Regions from separate parts of the Sus scrofa genome. Here all the other regions are linked to region 1. A link is a contact called in public targeted proximity ligation data. All regions are on one chromosome and are shown on one strand. The core of a region is the stretch at or near the end of the contact, and the rest is flanking DNA. Distances in the headings are between cores, read along the strand shown. Region 1 overlaps ZHX2 (zinc fingers and homeoboxes protein 2). Region 2 overlaps ZHX2 (zinc fingers and homeoboxes protein 2). Region 3 overlaps DERL1 (derlin 1). Region 4 overlaps LOC102162152 (a long non-coding RNA gene).

What was found.
Region 2: a contact with region 1 is called in a targeted proximity ligation map of alveolar macrophages. A contact is called at or near these places in 1 of 47 Hi-C or Micro-C datasets (embryonic fibroblasts) and 1 of 2 datasets of targeted methods (alveolar macrophages).
Region 3: a targeted proximity ligation map of alveolar macrophages shows a contact between it and region 1. A contact is called at or near these places in 3 of 47 Hi-C or Micro-C datasets (epiblast stem cells, fibroblasts and liver) and 2 of 2 datasets of targeted methods (alveolar macrophages and skeletal muscle).
Region 4: a targeted proximity ligation map of alveolar macrophages shows a contact between it and region 1. A contact is called at or near these places in 1 of 47 Hi-C or Micro-C datasets (embryonic fibroblasts) and 1 of 2 datasets of targeted methods (alveolar macrophages).

What each region holds. Positions count from the first base shown.
Region 1 is chr4:16,531,470-16,535,403 of Sscrofa11.1, forward strand. The region is part of intron 1 of ZHX2 (zinc fingers and homeoboxes protein 2); the gene reads right to left. Among named protein-coding and RNA genes, the nearest start is that of ZHX2, 20 kb to the right of the region's middle.
Region 2 is chr4:16,391,521-16,396,033 of Sscrofa11.1, forward strand. ZHX2 (zinc fingers and homeoboxes protein 2) reads right to left here. Exons shown (of 5, transcript XM_021088974.1): 4 at 1-355. The coding sequence starts at 106. The region is part of intron 4 of LOC102162152 (a long non-coding RNA gene); the gene reads left to right. Among named protein-coding and RNA genes, the nearest start is that of DERL1, 83 kb to the left of the region's middle.
Region 3 is chr4:16,330,173-16,334,189 of Sscrofa11.1, forward strand. It overlaps DERL1 (derlin 1), which reads left to right. Exons shown (of 8, transcript NM_001244479.1): 5 at 524-619; 6 at 2,731-2,783. Among named protein-coding and RNA genes, the nearest start is that of DERL1, 22 kb to the left of the region's middle.
Region 4 is chr4:16,364,560-16,368,951 of Sscrofa11.1, forward strand. The region is part of intron 2 of LOC102162152 (a long non-coding RNA gene); the gene reads left to right. Among named protein-coding and RNA genes, the nearest start is that of DERL1, 56 kb to the left of the region's middle.

The DNA.
Region 1 (3,934 bases), core at 687-3,186:
TTATTCTATGTTCTAACTGCTGCCCACTTACCTCCAGTCTAACAACCACCTCACAATACGGGGAACCCTGTGTCTTTGCATATTTTTTCCCTCCCAGCGGACTAGAGGTGCCTAAAAGATGGGGGTCAAATTTGCATCTCCGGTACTCAGCACCACACCTGGCACAGAGCAAGCACTCAATGAATGTTTGTCGAATGAACAATGAAAGAATTTCTACTAAAAATACATAGGAGTTCCCGCTGTAGCACAGTGGGTTGAGAACCTGACTGCAATAGCTCTGTGTTGCTGCAGAGGCTGGGATTTGATCCCCAGCCTGATGCAGTGAGTTAAAGGATCCAGTGTTACTGTTGCTGCAGTGTTGGTTGCAGCTGTGGCTCAGATTTAATCCCTGGCCAGGGAACTTCCATACGCCACAGGTATGGCCATAAAAAAAACAAAGTATATGTGTATATATATATATATATATATATATGTATGTATAACTGGGTCACTATGCTGTACAGCAGAAATTGACAGAACATTGTAAATCAACTATAATAAAAAATAAAACCAAACAAAAAACCAAACATCTACCAGTGATGATGGGTTTTCTGAGCATGTGTTCTTTCGTGCAATCTCAGTGCTGAGTCCCACTATGTGGCAGAAGCTATTCTATGTACTGACAACACGACTGAGGCCAGGGCAGTCACTTTCCTCCCTCAGAGGGCGGCTCACCCTGCAGGTGTGTGGCGGTGGGGAGAGCAGTGATCCTTCAGCCAGGCTGCCCAGCAGAAGAACCTGGGAAGCTCTAAATGAGTAGCCATCCTCCAGAGATCCTAAATGAATCATTTGGGGGTGGGGCTGGGCATTGGGATTGCTTAAAAAAAAAAAAAAAAAAAGCTTCTCAGATGAATATAACGTGGATCAAGTTGAAACAAAAAGTAAAATCATTCCAGAGAGTGAAGAGGGCCGTGAAGAAAAGAAAACAGAGCATGTGATTTAGCCCGTGGTTCTCCCCCACCCACTCCCCGCCCCACCCCAGGAGCCTTTTGGCAACCCCTGGAGAAGTTTCTGGGTGTCACAAGCAGAGGGAAGGCGCTGCTGGCATCTGGTGGGTGGAGCCCAGGAGGCTGCCACACATCCCATCGCCCACCGGACACCCCCCACGACAGTGTCAATGGTGGCGAGAGGGAGGAAGCTCCGTCTGCCAGGGAAGACCTCCCGGAGGAGGTGATGGAAGAGCCGAGGCTGAGCTCCAGCACAAGTCCCTGGAGGAAGCGACGTGGAGCGCTGGTGTGAGGTGGGCCCAGAGCCACTGTCACAGCCTCGTACAGAAAGACGCCAGATGGTCAAGCCGCCAAGTCTGCCTCACGCCACCTACTACCCTAAGAGCGCTCGCACCTCTCTGCTCCTGGTGTCATGTGGGGGGTGGTTTGCTGGGCTGGGTGGGGGAAGGGGGAGGGAAATCCGGTGGCTGTCGCTGGGCGGCTTTCAGTTTTCAGTCCCCGCAGCCCGGAGTCCCCACCCCCTTCCCAGGCTCAGAACCGGAAGGGGGGAGAAGGTGCTAATCCGGGCTGACCACTCAGAACCCCCCCACCACCACCGCTGTGGGCTCACGCCCTCCTCTTCTCCTTAAAGCATCTCCCGCTGCCACCCCCTGGTCCCCAACAGCGGCTAACTGCGGGGAAGGGAGATTTCTTTGGAGATATCCTGCCAGCCTCTGGCAGCCCTGGGAGAAGCGACTTCCCAAGAGAAGCAGGGATCCACAGAGCCTTGGATAAACACGGCATTCCAGAGCCCAGGGCCAGGAGGGATGTGGGCGCCCCCCCCCCCCCAGCAAGACGGCCCATTAACTTTTCCAGCCTGAGAACCTGCAGCCCCACCCCCTCCACCCGGCCAGTCACCCCTTCTTTCTCTTTCCCTTTCTCGCTTCTTCCCTGTAAATCAGTCCCAGGCCCACTGCCTTGGGAGCTGCAGAAAGCCGCCTGCTTGCTCAACACCACGTGGGCTCTCCAAGGAAACGTCATCCCAGTTCCTTGGGCAACCTCGCTGGAGAGGCGAGTTCTTTTGTACAAGGCTTCCAGAAAGATCTGAGTCAACAGGCTCCCCCGAGACAGCCAGGGTGGCAGCAGGCCTCTGACAGGCAGCCCAACCTGCAGGAGCCCTGCCAGCCTGGTGCGGGCTGAGTAAACCCCAGAGATGGACCATTGGGAGGAAAAGTGACGCAGAGGGGGGTGGGGGGGAGGAAGAGACACTAAGGGGACACGTGGGGACACTGAGGCCAGAGAGGGGCTGAATGACCCCCTCAGAGTCAGGAGGCAGTGGGTGGCTGAGTTGGAGGAGCCCAGGCCTCCTGACCCCCGCCTGTGTGTGTGGAATTTCTTTCAGGACATGTGCTTGTTCCAGAAGGGTGGAAAAGATCCAGGTGGCCGACTCATCCGCACAGAAGGAGACGGCCCAGAACCGGCAGCCATCTTCCATCTTCCCTCAAATGTGCGCCTTCCCAGCACCGAGCGCTGCTGCCTTCGGCTCTGAATTTCTCGCCTGAGCTGAAAACACCCCCCTGGGTTCCCAGAGTCCCCAGAGAGAGGCCCTGTGTCAAAATCCTGCTCTCGAGGACAGGTGTCAGACCCAGCTTCTGAGAAACTCCACTTCACAAGAAGGGGCGTTATGGGAAATTTGCAGGAATACATTTTTAGTAAATAAACAAATTTTCTAAAAATGATAATTTGCCCAATCTGCTCGGAGAGTTTTGTTACAGATACTCAGAACGAGATAGGTAATTTGCAATAAACAAACCCTCTCTGCACACCCAGGAGTAGGAATTTTTCCACGGGTTGTTATTTTCAGCAAACACCACAACACACACGTATAGTCTTTTCATTCACAGAAAGCCTTGAGGTCTACAAGTGGAACTTACAAAACAAACCATCAGCCTTAATGTATATTTTCTGCTGTTAAAGTTGCATACAAATACCTACGCACCGGCAAACAAAAGAGTCAAAAATATTAAACTTTCCAGCTGTGCCGCCTCAGCTCTGTGTGCGCTCACACCTGTCTACACATGATATAACTTCCAGTTGTAGGTTTTTGTTTTGTTTTTAAAAGTCTTCCAGGCAAGCCTCCCACATGGTTTTGAAAGCGGGGGGGGGGGGGGGGGGGGAACGGGACATGTTCTTTGTTCTTGAGCTCCTGGAGTTTCATACGATTTTCACCCCCTCTTCTTCCTTGGGAAGAAGACTCAACTCTAAAGTGACCACTAGTTATTCCCGCCATTGATGCAAGGCATTCACTATTAACCTGCATTTGGGGTTCCTGATAGCACAGGGTGCAAAGATGTTTCATCAGTTGCCAGAACAAATGAGGAGTGCCAAATCCCCAACAGCTTGCATCCCGGATAAGGGTCACTGTGGGTCCGTTGGTGCTGCCTGCCTCAGGAATTCCACAAATATTTGCTGAGCACAAGGGGTGGCCACAACAGCTTGGGGGCTCTACCGTGCTGCCCAGAACCCAGACACTCCCCCCTTCCTCCCTCCCACTGTTTTTGCAGAAGCCAAGGGTGGCAGGCCCAGCACCAGCTTCCTTTGTGGGTGCCCAGCAGAGCAGAAAAGCTCAGGGCCACCACGACCCTGGCTACCACTACTATGTGAACCCAGGACAGGGGCAGAGGGCAGGATGGGGCTGGGAGGAATGGGCATGTGGGTGATGGGTGTCTTCCGTCGTCGAGGTCACCTGAATGGCATGACTGACGGACTCTCGCTGTACCAGATCAGCTAGGAAAAACCAAAAGCATTTTCTTTTTCTCAAAAGTAAATTCAAAGGCTGTTATTCGTGCAAAGCAAGGAGGTGAGCTGGTGGAAGGCAGGCCCTTTCCAAAAGCTTGGAAAGAAGGTGACTACAGCCCAGGGTCCAGCAGAGTCATCTAGACCGGGAGCTTCTCACAATCAGAAAAAGC
Region 2 (4,513 bases), core at 36-2,535, 140 kb before region 1:
ACGTGTCCTTGGCCGTTTCCGGCTGTGGCGTGCTGATTCCTTTCTCTTTGGCCCTGTCTCCTTCCTCGGGCAAGTCTTGTTCCACTACCTGTGATGTCCGAACCATGCACGGGGTTGTGGATTTCGTTTGCTCGCCATGCTGCCTGCGTGCAATGGCTTATATGGGGGGCCGGAGGGGGTGGGCAGGGAAGGGGCAGTGAGATTTTTGGGATTCTAAGATCAAAGGCTTTTGGCTTTACGCCCCTTCCAATGGCTTTGGCTTTCCTTGAATGCTGAAGTCTAGTGTTTCCAGAATGATTTCAGCACAGAAAACTGTAAGTGCTCCAACGGCTGAACACAAGAGGCAGCATCGTATCTGTGGGACAAGAACATAGAGAGAGTCAGTGTTTCCTCACAAGCATTTCTTTCTGAGTCGCTCCCATGACCCGTCCCAACTGGCACCCAAGCAAATATCCAGGTGAGCACAGATGGCCTGAGGGCGGGTGCTCAGCAAAATGAAAGCGCACATTCTTCTCTGCTGTTCTCTGGGAAGGGCAGCGGGACCAGGCTCAAGGCAAGCAAACGAGGATGCAGCTCGCTCGCTGATGTTTAGAGACCAAGGGTAGAGGAAAGCAACAAGGGCATGGAGAGCTTATGAAGGGGTAGGTTTCACGGTGGAGGAGACCTTGCCAGTGAAATGTTGGCTGCTGTTACGGATGGTACCTCCACCGGGGGCTGGAAAGGTGGAATTTAGGTGGGCTTTATAGAAAATGTATATGAATGTTTTGTTTCTTATCATAATAGTAAAATCACTATAGAAAATCCAGAAAATGCCTCAAAGTATAAAGAAAAACATCACCCCAGATAGTGTTCCTTCATCTCCTTCATTTCATTTGAACAGTTCCCATTTTCATAAACATTGAGCAAAAGAACGATGAGAAAACAGCTGCATGATATTACACTGTAGGGCTATACCATACGTGATACACTGAGCCATTGGACTTCTGCCGGACATTTATTCCTGTTTTTCGGCAGGACAGACTTGCAGTCCATACCCTCAGTCCTTATTTCTGATAACTACATTGCTTTTTGTTTTGTTTTGGCTGTGCCTGCGGCATGCGGAAGCTCCTGGGCCAGGGACTGAACCTGCGCCGCAGCAGTGATAATGCCGGATCCTTAACTGCTAGGCCACCAGGGAACTCCTCTGATAACTAGCTTTGGGTGAATGCTTAGAAATAAATGCACTGGGTCAAAGAATGTCAACATTTTAAATTCTCTTGACTCATATGGCCAAGTTTTTGCATCATTTGGCCTTTCCCCTGGCAGTGAGTGCCTGCCTCACCGCTTAGCTTACATGAAACATTACCACTAAAAAGCCTGGCCAATTAGATATGGGACAGCTGTTTTAATATGCTTTGTGGCTTTTCTTTCTTTTCTTTTCTGTCTTTTTGTCTTTTTAGTGCTGCAAACGTGGTATAGGGAGGTTCCCAGGCTAGGGGTTGAATTGGAGCTATAGCTGCTGGCCTACACCACAACCACAGTAACTTGGGATCTGAGCCAAGTCTGCAACCTACACCACAGCTCACAGCAATGCCAGATCCCCAACCCACTGAGTAAGGCCAGGGATCGAACCCGCATCCTCATGGATACTAGTCAGGTTCCTTAACCACTGAGCCACGATGGAAACTCCTTTGTTGCTTTTCTTGATTGCTACTTAGGGTGAACAGTTTTCAAAGAATCACTTGCCATTTGTATTCTTTCTTTTGTGAACTGTGGATTTTTATAATGTGATGCCTATATATAATGTGAACTATGATTTTTATAATGTGATGCCTAATGGTTTTATTATTAATTTATGAGTTCTCTATTTAAAATATTAGCCCTTTACTGTATTGCTTGCAAAATTTTTCCAGTCTGTCATTTACCTTTTAGTTTTGCATGTGGAATGTTTCATGTTTTACAGGTAGAAATTTTTATTTTTAGATGGCACTGTTATCAATCTTTTTCACTTGTGGCTTCTTTCAGTGTGGTTTTATATTTAGAATGTGGTTCCCTATTTTGATAGCGGAGACCTATTATCCTATGTTTTCTTAGAGTGTTTTGGCTTATTTTATATTTAACTCATTTGGACTTGAACAGATTTTGGGGTAAGCTGTGAGATAGAATTCTAAGCATTTTTCTTGAAAGTTATCAATAATCTCAGTCACATGTATTGTGTTATCTTTTCTTACTAAATTGTGGAACCACCTGTGCCATACATTTTTTTTTATATACTAGGGTGTTTCTGGGTTATGCATTCTGTACTTGTTATCTAGCTATTGAGCCTTACACTTAATTAAAAAAAATTTTTTTTTGTAGATTAGAGCATGTTTTAATATCTGGAAGAGCAAGTTTCTCTTTATCATTCTTTTTTTGCCAGACACTTCGGAGTTATTCTGATCACCTATTAATATAAGTCAATTCTCATAAATCAGAATCATCTGCAAAATAAAATCCTGCTGGAATATTGATTGGAATTGCATTAAATAAACATAAATTTAGGAGTACAGGAACAATTTGCTTATTACGAGGTAGGATATGTTAACAGAACCCAAACAGGGGAAGTGCTAGGCTGGAGCTTGCTGAGTATCTAAATGCATGGGCTTCCACAGAGGAGGGCCTTTCACTGTGAGTCTAGAGGAGGAGGGAGAAGTGATTTGAAAGAGGAGTAGCCAATATCCAGGAGAAAGATGGAGGAGATGGAATAGCCCTTCCAGCTTCTCCTGCTGGCCTGGATTTGAGTCCCACTGAAGAGAGAGCTCAAGGCAGAATAATGGGCTTATTTTCAAGAGCAACCCTGTGGGACCAGGGACCCCACTCATCTGTCTAGGTGCTCAGGTGACAAACCTGAGCAGGACTTGGGAGAGGGCCACCCCACCTTGTGAACACAGAAGGTGGCCCCTCTAAGGTGCTTTCATGCTGGGCAATTTATCAGCCGTGGGGAGGTCCCTCGGGGCACAGCAGAGCAGAGGGGGGGCCGTGTCTTTATGCTGACCACACCCAAACCGACATGTCTGAATGTCAGACTCTTTTCCGCCTCAAACATGGGTCCCTACTAGAGTTTTCATCTCCACCACTGGCCCCACCACGGCACCTGAGCCCCGATCTTCTGCACCTCACCCCTCAATGGCTCATCGGCAATCCTGTTGGCTCTGTCTTCAAAAGACACCCAGTGTCAGACCACTTCCTCTTCTCCCTGCCTCGTCCAGGCCACGTCCATCTCCCGTCTGGAAGCCTCCCACGGGCCTCCTGCTTCCTTCATCTCCGGAGCAGCAGAGGGATTTTTTTTTTTTTTTTCCCAGCTTCTTGATGGTGATGGTTTGAAATTTATTTTTGGTACTGGAAAGGGCTTAAGTATTATTTTTTTAATCTCCAAATCTTTTTTTTTTTTTTTTTTAGTTGAAGTACAGTTGGTGTACATTATAGTGATTCACAATTTTTATATTTATTTATTTTTTTATTTTTTTGCTTTTTAGGGCTGCACCTGTGGCACATGGAAGTTCCCAGGCTAGGGGTCAAATAGGAGCTACAGCTGCCAGCCTACACCACAGCCACAGCAATGAGGTATCCGAGCCGCATCTGTGACCTACACCGCAGCTCACAGCAGTGCTGGATCCTCAACCCACTGAGTGAGCCCAGGGATTGAACCTGCATCCTCATGGATACTAGTTGGATTTGCTTCCACTGCACCACAGTGGGAACTCCTGATTCACAATTTTTAAAGGTTATGCTCCAATTACAGTTATTATGGAATATCTGCATACTCCCTGTGCTACACAATATATCCTCATAGCTTATTTATTTTATACACAGTAGTTCCTATCTTAATTCCCTACCTCTCCTTTGCCCTCCTCCTTTCCCTCTCCTCACTGGTAACCACTAGTTTGTTCCCTGTATCTGTGAGTCCTCTTCTTCTTTGGTTATATTCACTAGTTGCATTTTTTTAGATTCCACCTATAAGTAATATCATACAGTATTTGTTTTGCTTTGACTTATTTCACTTAGCATAATGCCCTCCAAGTGTATCCGTGTTGCTTCAAGTGGCAAAATTTCATCCTTTTTTTTATGGCTGAATAGTAATTCCTATATATCTACATCTATATCACATCTTCTTTATCTGTTCATCTGCTGATGGGCATTTAGGGTGCTTCCATATCTTGGCGATGGTAAATAATGCTCCTATGAACATCGCAGTGCCTGTATCTTTTTGAATTAGTGTTTTTGCTTTTTTCATCTATATCCCCAGGAGGGGAACTGCAGGGTCATATGGTAGTTTCTATTTTTAGTTTTTGAGGAACATCCATACTATTTTTCACAGTGGCTGCATCTATTTATGTTCCCACCAACAGTGTACAAGGGTTCCCCTTTCTTCACTTCCTTGCCAGCAATATCACTGGTGTTCTTTTTGATAACCTTGCAGAAGGAGATTTTAAGAGAAGAACCAGTGTACAACACCTTTCTGCATGAAGCCCTCTCGCTTTTCCCATAGAGTGAA
Region 3 (4,017 bases), core at 634-3,133, 200 kb before region 1:
CGCTCTTCAGCCCAAAGATGGCCTTTGATAGAAGTTTAAATCATATTAACTACATGGTTAATGATATGATATGTTGAAGATCTTACGTGAAGTCCCTAAAGCATTACTTTTCTTGTTAATTTCTGGCTTTCTTCTTATGTATGAACGTTGAGAATGATGGTTATCCAGTATTTTCTAAGCGTCTGTGGATATGTAGTTTTTGTAAAAATTGAGACTATACAGTAAGTAAAGCTTTATTGCATACTTTTTTCAAGTAACAAAGCTTGCCCCTGATACTTCTAAATCTACCCAAAATAATATAATTGTGTTGTATTTTATTACAAGATTTTAAAGCATGCATTGAATGATTAAGGGAAAGGGCCAACTTTTAATTCTGATGAGTTGAATTTCTTTCTGCGTTTTGACTGTCCATAGGTGAGTTTATTTGGAGGGGAGAGGTTAAAAAGAGAAAAAGGTAGCTTGACGCTTGGCTTGTTCTCAGTGCCGCTGGAGCCCTGTCCTTACGTGTTCCTTTCTCTTGCAGTTGCTGATGATCCCTCTGATCATGTCAGTGCTTTACGTCTGGGCCCAGCTGAACAGAGACATGATTGTATCGTTTTGGTTTGGAACAAGATTTAAGGTACTATAACCTAGCTGGCAGATTTTCCTTTTCATTAGTCTTTGCAAAAATCCCGCTCTTCAGCCCAAAGATGCACTTTCTGACACAACCAGCAGAGGTCACTGCAGAGCAGCAAACCACAGGCAAGCCCCCTCGCCCCTCCTCAGTCACCCTGCTGTTCTTTAGCCAAACCTCAGTCCTTTGCTGTTAGTTCTTGGCCCCTTAGGCCTGTGTCCCCGAGTGATCTCATGTATGTGTGTGGTAGAGGGAGGGAGGGATACTCATGTGGAACTATTTCTTTGAAAATCCATTCTTATCATTCCCTGTTATGTGGTTTACACTCTAGCCAAACAGATTTTTATTTTATTTATTTTTTTGCCTCCCAAACACTTCCCTTTGTGCCTTTGCTCACAATCTGCCCGCAACATCTTTTTGATTTTCTTCTTTATGAAAACTGTACTTTTTTTTTTTCCCCTTGGCCGCCTTTGGCATATTGAGTTCCTGGGCCAGGGATCAGATCCGAGCTGCAGTTGCAGAAACGCCTGATTCTTAACCTACTGTGCCAGGCTGGGGATTAAACCTGCGTCCCTGCGTGCCAGAGACACTGCCAATCCCGTTGTGCCACAGTGGGAACTCCAAACCGTACTCTTTTTTTTTTTTGTCTTTTTCCCTTTTCTAGGGCTACTCCCACAGCATATGGAGGTTCCCAGGCTAGGGGTCCAATCGGAGCTGTAGCCGCCAGCCTACGCCAGAGCCACAGCAACGTGGGATCCGAGCCGCGTCCGCAACCTACACCACAGCTCACGGCAACACCGGATCCTCAACCCACTGAGCAAGGCCAGGGATCGAACCCGCAACCTCATGGTTCCTAGCCAGATTCGTTAACCACTGCACCATGAGGGGAACTCCGAAACCATACTCTTTTTTTAATTTGAGTTGGGACTGAGTGTATTTCCTGCCTCATCTGTCTGTGGCATTCATCTTGCCTTTGGGCTCTTGCACTACTTTGTGTTCCTCTTAGAGCACTTACCATATTCTACCTTCAAGTTATCGACATGTGTGATATTTTTGCAACTCCCTTAGCTATTAGATTGATGTCTTGAATCTGGAAGGGATGTTGACCCAAAGTAAATAGGCTGTCAGATATTTCTCCAGCAAGAAGGTTTACTTGGGATCGACAGAGAATTGCATTTTGGAGTCTGCAGCCATGGCTGGCCACGTGTGAGTCCCTGCACACCAAGGGAAGGAGAGAGCTTTTATAGAGAGAGGAAGAGGAAGTTGGGAGGGCCGTGGTAAACAGAGCTTGTCATTGGCTGAGTCCTTGCAAGGAAAGAAGTCTGTCTTCTTCCTGTTGGGCTCTGCTTTTGGAACAGGGCGCGAGAGCTCCCCCTTCTGGTCTCCCAACTGTACTTAATTGAGGTTTCTGTTTATTAATTTTTTACAGGGGCTCCAATGTTGAATTTGTCTGGAGAGCTCTCTCATTTGGCAGAGTGGGTTTTTTTTTTTTTTTAAGTTTTATGGAAGTATAATTGATTTACAAGGTTGTGATAATTTCTGCTGTATGACAGTGATTCAGTTATATATATACACACATCCATTCTTTTTCAGAGTCCTTTCCCATATAGATTATCACAGAATATTGAGTAGAGTTCCCTGGGCTGTACAGGAAGTCTTGTACGGGAGAGTGTTAGTTCAAGATGTATAATGTGGTAAAAATTCGAAATGATTTTGTGAAGTACGTAAAAGGAGAACCTAAAAAGATGGGGGTATTTGGTAAGTTACTGGTAACAATTTGCTGGCTGGAGTCTTAGTGTGCCTCTCTTATGGACTATGTTTCTGTTAGCATCCATAGGGGACACGTCTGTTTTCTAAAGCTGTTATAATTCAGCAGGGTACGTATCACATCTGAAAACTACGGGCAAAGTACCTTGTCTTGAGTTACTAATATATAAATAAGCATAATTTTAGGTGGGAATGTTTAAGTACAACAGGAATGATGCCAGATGGATCTAAGGAATTTTTGCAGTGACTTTCCAAAAGATTTATAGACACCCTTGTTAGGATAACCGTACCCATAGCAGCCCCTTAGCAGTTGTATGGAGTTATTCATGTTTGTGTATCTTCTTTCCTAGGCCTGTTATTTACCTTGGGTTATCCTTGGATTCAACTATATCATCGGAGGCTCGTAAGTGATAATAGATTTATTGCAAACTGATCCTGGGAAGACTTTCATTATTCTTTATCTTTTTTTTTTCTAAACTTTATTAGAACTTTAAAGAGGAGTTCCTGTCGTGGCTCAGTGGTTAATGAATCCGACTAAGAACCATGAGGTTGCAGGTTCCATCCCTGGCCTTGCTCAGTGGGTTAAGGATCCGGTGTTTCCGTGAGCTGTGGTGTAGGTTGCAGATGCGGCTTGGATCCCTGTTGCTGTGGCTCTGGTGTAGGCTGGCGGCTACAGCTTTGATTCGACCCCTAGCCTGGGAACCTCCATATGCTGTGGGAGTGACCCTAGAAAAGGCAAAAGACAAAGAAAAAAAAAAAAGAACTTTAAAGAATCTCAGCATTGATGCTTTGATACCTTATCGTATTGATAATTTCATTCTGATATAATTGTTTAAAATTGCAGGACTTTAAACATATTTAACACTTTTTTTTTTCTTTTTTTTTTTTTTTTTCTTTTTTGGCCACAGCTGCAGCATGTGGAAGTTCCTGGGCCAGAGATTGAACCTGAATTTCAGTTGTGACCTGAACCACAGCTGGAGCAATGCTGGATCCTTACTGTCTGTGCCACACAGCAGCTTCCTAGCACTGAATTTTTCTTTTCTGTCTTTTTTTTTTGTTTTGGTTAGTTTGTTGTTAGAGTATATATGCTTCCATATATGTGCTTTTGAATAAATATTTCTGGATTCACTGTCCAGATAGAGCAAACATAGAGACCTAATTTCTATCCAGGCTGAGCCCTTTGTGCATAAAATTACTGTTTTTTATTCCTTTTTGTTGTTGTTGCGCCCGTGGCCTGTGGAAATTTCCAGGCCAGGGATTGAACTCAAGCCAAAATGGTTAAAGCTGGGCCCTTAACCGCTAGGCCACCAGGGAACTCCCTGTTTTTTTATTCTTAAGGCATATTCCAGAATGCCTATGGAAACTCCTCAGATCAGGTGGGGAGTAGTTTTGTCAGCGGTTTGATAGTACAGAAGTTTTGATGAAACAGGGTCAGATTTCTTATCTGGAATTAGACCTGAGACTTAAGAAAACCTTGAATGCATCCAGTCAAAATTTTAGGAGGATTTCAAGATGCAGCTATTCTAAGAACTCCTCTTTCTGACATTACACGATGTTTTTTTATGTTTTTAAAATAGATTTTCATAGTGCTAGTCCTTTTAAGATTCTGTTTAAAAATTGAAGTGTAGTTGATTGAC
Region 4 (4,392 bases), core at 127-2,626, 170 kb before region 1:
AGCATGGGCTTCTGTCTCAGAGAAACCTGAGTTCAATTTCTAGCTTGGACACTTATGAGTTTCTGAGGCTTTAGGCAGATTCCTGAATCTGACCTTGAAGAAATCTTTCTTGACTTCATTCCTCTCTAGTGGAAAATGATGCAATTTCTCCATGCTGAGGACCAGCATTTTCTTGTGCCTTGGAAGCCCTTCCTCCTCGGATCCATGGCCCTTCTTGCACAATAGGCTGATGATCGGCCACACGAGGGTGGGGGAAGCACTGGGAAAAACTTCTGGGACACCCACGGGTTTCAAACTCCCTTAGAAGAGAAATTCATCCCGCCCGGACCAACCCAGTTCCCAGCCTGCTTCTCGTGTTGACACCTGGAGGGTTTATTCACCTCTGTAGGGGTGGGGACCATGCCTGGGAGACAGTGTCCAGGCACAGAGTGAGGGCAGCTGTCTTTCCAGGGCAGCTGGTTAAATGATGCCAAACAAAAGTTCTCTGTTTCTCTAACAAATGCCATTGTAAGTGTGGTTTGGCTGAGGAGAGAGGCAGAGTGAGAGGTTCTGGGTTTGGAGAAATATTCCTGAACAGCCTGCTTTTTAGTTTTCCATCCTCTGTTTGCAGCTCTTTTTTTTTTTTTTTTTTAAATTAGTTTTTCTTTTTAAGGCTGCACCCATGGCATATGGAAGTTCCCAGGCTAGGGGTCGAATCAGAGCTGCAGCTGTCAGCCTATACCACAGCCATGGGAAAACTCGATCCGAGCCACATGTGTGACCTACACTGTAGCTTGTGGCAACGCTGGATCCCTAACCCACTGAGCAAGGCCGGGATTCAAACCTACATCCTCATAGATTTTATTCACATTCCTAATCTGCTGAGCCAAATGGGAACTCCTGTTTACAGCTTTTTTTTTTTTTTTTTTTTTTTTTGTCTTTCTAGGGCTGTATCTGTGGCATATGGCGGTTCCTAGGCTAGGGGTCGAATTGGAGCTGCACCTGCTGGCTGACACCACAGCCAGAGCAATGTGGGATCTGAGCCTCGTCTGAGACCTACATTATAGCTCATGGCAATGCCGGATCCTTAATTCACTGAGTGAGGCCAGGGATCGAACCTGCATCCTCATAGATGCTAGTCAGATTCATTTCTGCTGAGCCATGACAGGAACGTCTGCAGCTCTTTAATTGAACACTGTTCATGGGCATACATGCTTCTTCAAACTTCCCTCAGGGAGGTGCTGAGGATACTTGCTCAAAAGATTTAGAGCTATTGCCTTAAAGCTTTCTTTAGCTCACTGCTGAGCTGGAGCCTGGAGTCTCATAGCATGACTCCTATGATCATAGCATCTCAGAGTTGGAATGAATAGCTGATGATCGTCTGGTTTAAACCCTCTCATTTTTCAAATGAGGAACCTGAGGCTTAAAGTGGGGAAGTGACGTGACCAGGATCATAGAACCCACTAATGTAAAGCAGGGGCTGAAATTCAGGCCCCAGAATTCTGGGGTGTCCTTGCCATGGGTAGTCCCTGTGATTGTGGACAGTCACTCGTCCCCTGCTGCTTAACTGCATTTCTGTGTAATCCCAGCCTCACAGGAATTCCTACCAGACAGCAGTATGAACTGATCTGAAGACAAGTATGGTCCATGGAAATGGGTGATGAGACTCCTCCTATTAATAGCAGAATATGTTTTCAGTTAATTTCCCAGTGTCTTTTCATTTTTACCAAAACAACAAGTAACCCTACTGAAACTATGACCCACATGGTCCAGTCCTAGAATTGGTTATAAAAGCACAACCCAAATAAACCAAAACTGGATTAAAAAGGGAATTTAATATTTTTCTCATCCTTCTGAAAGGACATTCAGTGGGCTGCTTCCACGTATACCCCATGGCACAAGTCTTAATGTTCTTGGGACTCTTGCCCATTTTTTTTTTTATATCCCACACTCTGTGTGAAGCTGTTCCCTCACCAGAACTTTAAAGAATTTTTTTCCTTCTTCGCCAGCCCCAGTGGCTTCTACTTACTGAGCTTCCTTTTTTCCCTCTCTTCATTCTTTATTACATGGATTGATTTGGCCTCTTTAAGTCCTTCTGCTTCTGCTTCAATCCCTCTGCAGGCATCCTTCTTTGCTGACTCCAGACTCTGTACCAAAAATGTCTAGGAATTGGTTTCTCCAGAGATGGGGATGAAAGGAGAATTAGGCTGACTATTCTGAGGTTCTCTTGGGTAGGTTGGGTGAAAGGAAGAAATTTGTGAACATTAACCTATTTCATCCCATTATGACTATTTTCCCACAAATGATTTTTCAACTGTCTTACTACCATCCCTAATCTAATTAAACTTCTGAAGTTGTCAGTGAAGTTTTATCCATACAACACATGATTGAATGCATGCTTGCCTCATCCCAAGCCTATGCTAGAATATAAAGATAAGACTCAAGTCAAATCATTATGCTGGGACTTCCTGTTGTGGCTCAGTGGTAGCAAACCCGATTGGTATCCATGAGGATGCAGGTTTGATCCCTGGCCTCGCTCAGTGGGTTAAGGAACTGGCATTGTCATGAGCTGTGGTGTAGGTCACAGATGAGGCTCAGATCCCGTGTTGCTGTGGCTGTGGTATAGACTGGCAGCTGCAGCTCCAGTTCGACCCCTAGCCTGGGAACCTCCATATGCCACAGGTGCAGCCCTTAAAACAAAACAAAACAAAAATCATTATACTGTATACCTTACATATATACAGTGCTGTATGTCAATTATATCTCAATAAAACTGGCAGAAAAAAAGGAACTTCAAAGAAAAAGAAGACAACGTGGATTTCGTCTGCAAGGAGATCACAGGCTTTTATGGCAGGGAAACACAGAGCTAATTATAATTCTGCGTCTAGAATTATAATAGAGACACACAGAGGGGTTTAGGAACCCAGCAGAAGAAGCACCTGACTTGGCTGGAAGGGGTCAGGAGGGGTTCTTGGAGGATATATTTTTTACCTGGACCAGGCCAGAGAGGTCCTGGAGGGTGTGAGGGATGTGGAGTGGTTGAGGATGGACTTGAATAGTGTGCACGTATACAAGCAAGTGAAAGATATGGCAATGGGATGAGGAATGCAGTGGATTGGAGGTTGGGAGGTGCAGGCAGGGTACCAAGAGGAGCCTGGACTCAATCTTAGGCAGTGGGAGCCACTTGCAGGTGGATGAGAGGCACAATGGGACCCAGGCTGTAAAGAAGATTAATCTAGCTGGAACACAGATGCAGGCAGGTGGGGAAAGTCTAGAGAAGAGAGACAAGTTAGGAGACTATGTATGGAAACAGGTGGGGGGTTCTGAATGATGACAGTAGCTCTGGAGGTGGTGGAAGAGTCATTTGGAGAGAGATTTGGAAGCTAGAAGTGAGAGAACTTGGTGTTTGGTTAAAACCCAGGGACATGAAAAATGCCCCCCGCCCCAGATTTGTGGCTCGGGCAATTGCATGTTGCTTCTGCTGTTCACCAAGACAGGAAATGTAGGGGCAGGATCTGGTGGGAAAGATAACATTAATTTGGGGATATGCGTATATTCCTTAAATTAGCTTTCCCTGTAACTCAAATATTTATCTATTCGGTTTCTAGTTTCTACTATCACACACACATTCTCTCTCACTACGTATAAAATTATACACATTAAAAAATAAAACGATATAATCATATATAAGTATATATATGTAAAATTGAGATATAATTTATATGCCATATAATTTGTTCATTTCAAGCATGCAATTCAATGACTTTTAGTTTCTTCACAGGGTTGTGTAACCATCACCACAATACCAATCCTGCAACATTTTTATTACTCCACAAAGAAATCTCACACGTCTTAGCCCTCACCCCCGAGCTTCTCTTTACGCCAGCTCCCCCTCCCCCAACCGTCGTCTGTCTCTAGATTGGCCTCTTTTGAACATTTCATAAAAGTGGACTCATAGCCAATATGTTTCAAACTATAATCTGCCCTTGCAGGATTGGGGATTGTTGTTGGTGTTTGTTGTTTTTTGCTTTTTAGGGCTGCACCCACAGCATATGGAGGTTTCCAGGCTAGGGGTCCAACTGGAGCTACAGCTGCCAGCCTACGCCAGTCACAGCAACATCAGATCTGAGCCGAGTCTGCGATCCACACCTCAGCTCATGGCAATGCCAGATCCTTAACCCACTGAGCGAGGCCAGGGATCTAACCCGAAACCTCATGGTTCCCAGTCAGATTTCTTTCCACTGTGCCGTGGTGGGAACTCCTGCCCTTGCCTTTTTAATTGTTATCAGTCCTGCAGACATGTGCTGAGCAGTGGGGTAACAGTATGGGTTTTAGTCGTAACCCTTTCATTTCCAAATGACAGTGATGTAACTTGATTTAATTTTTATTTTTAAATTGTATATATTTATTTAC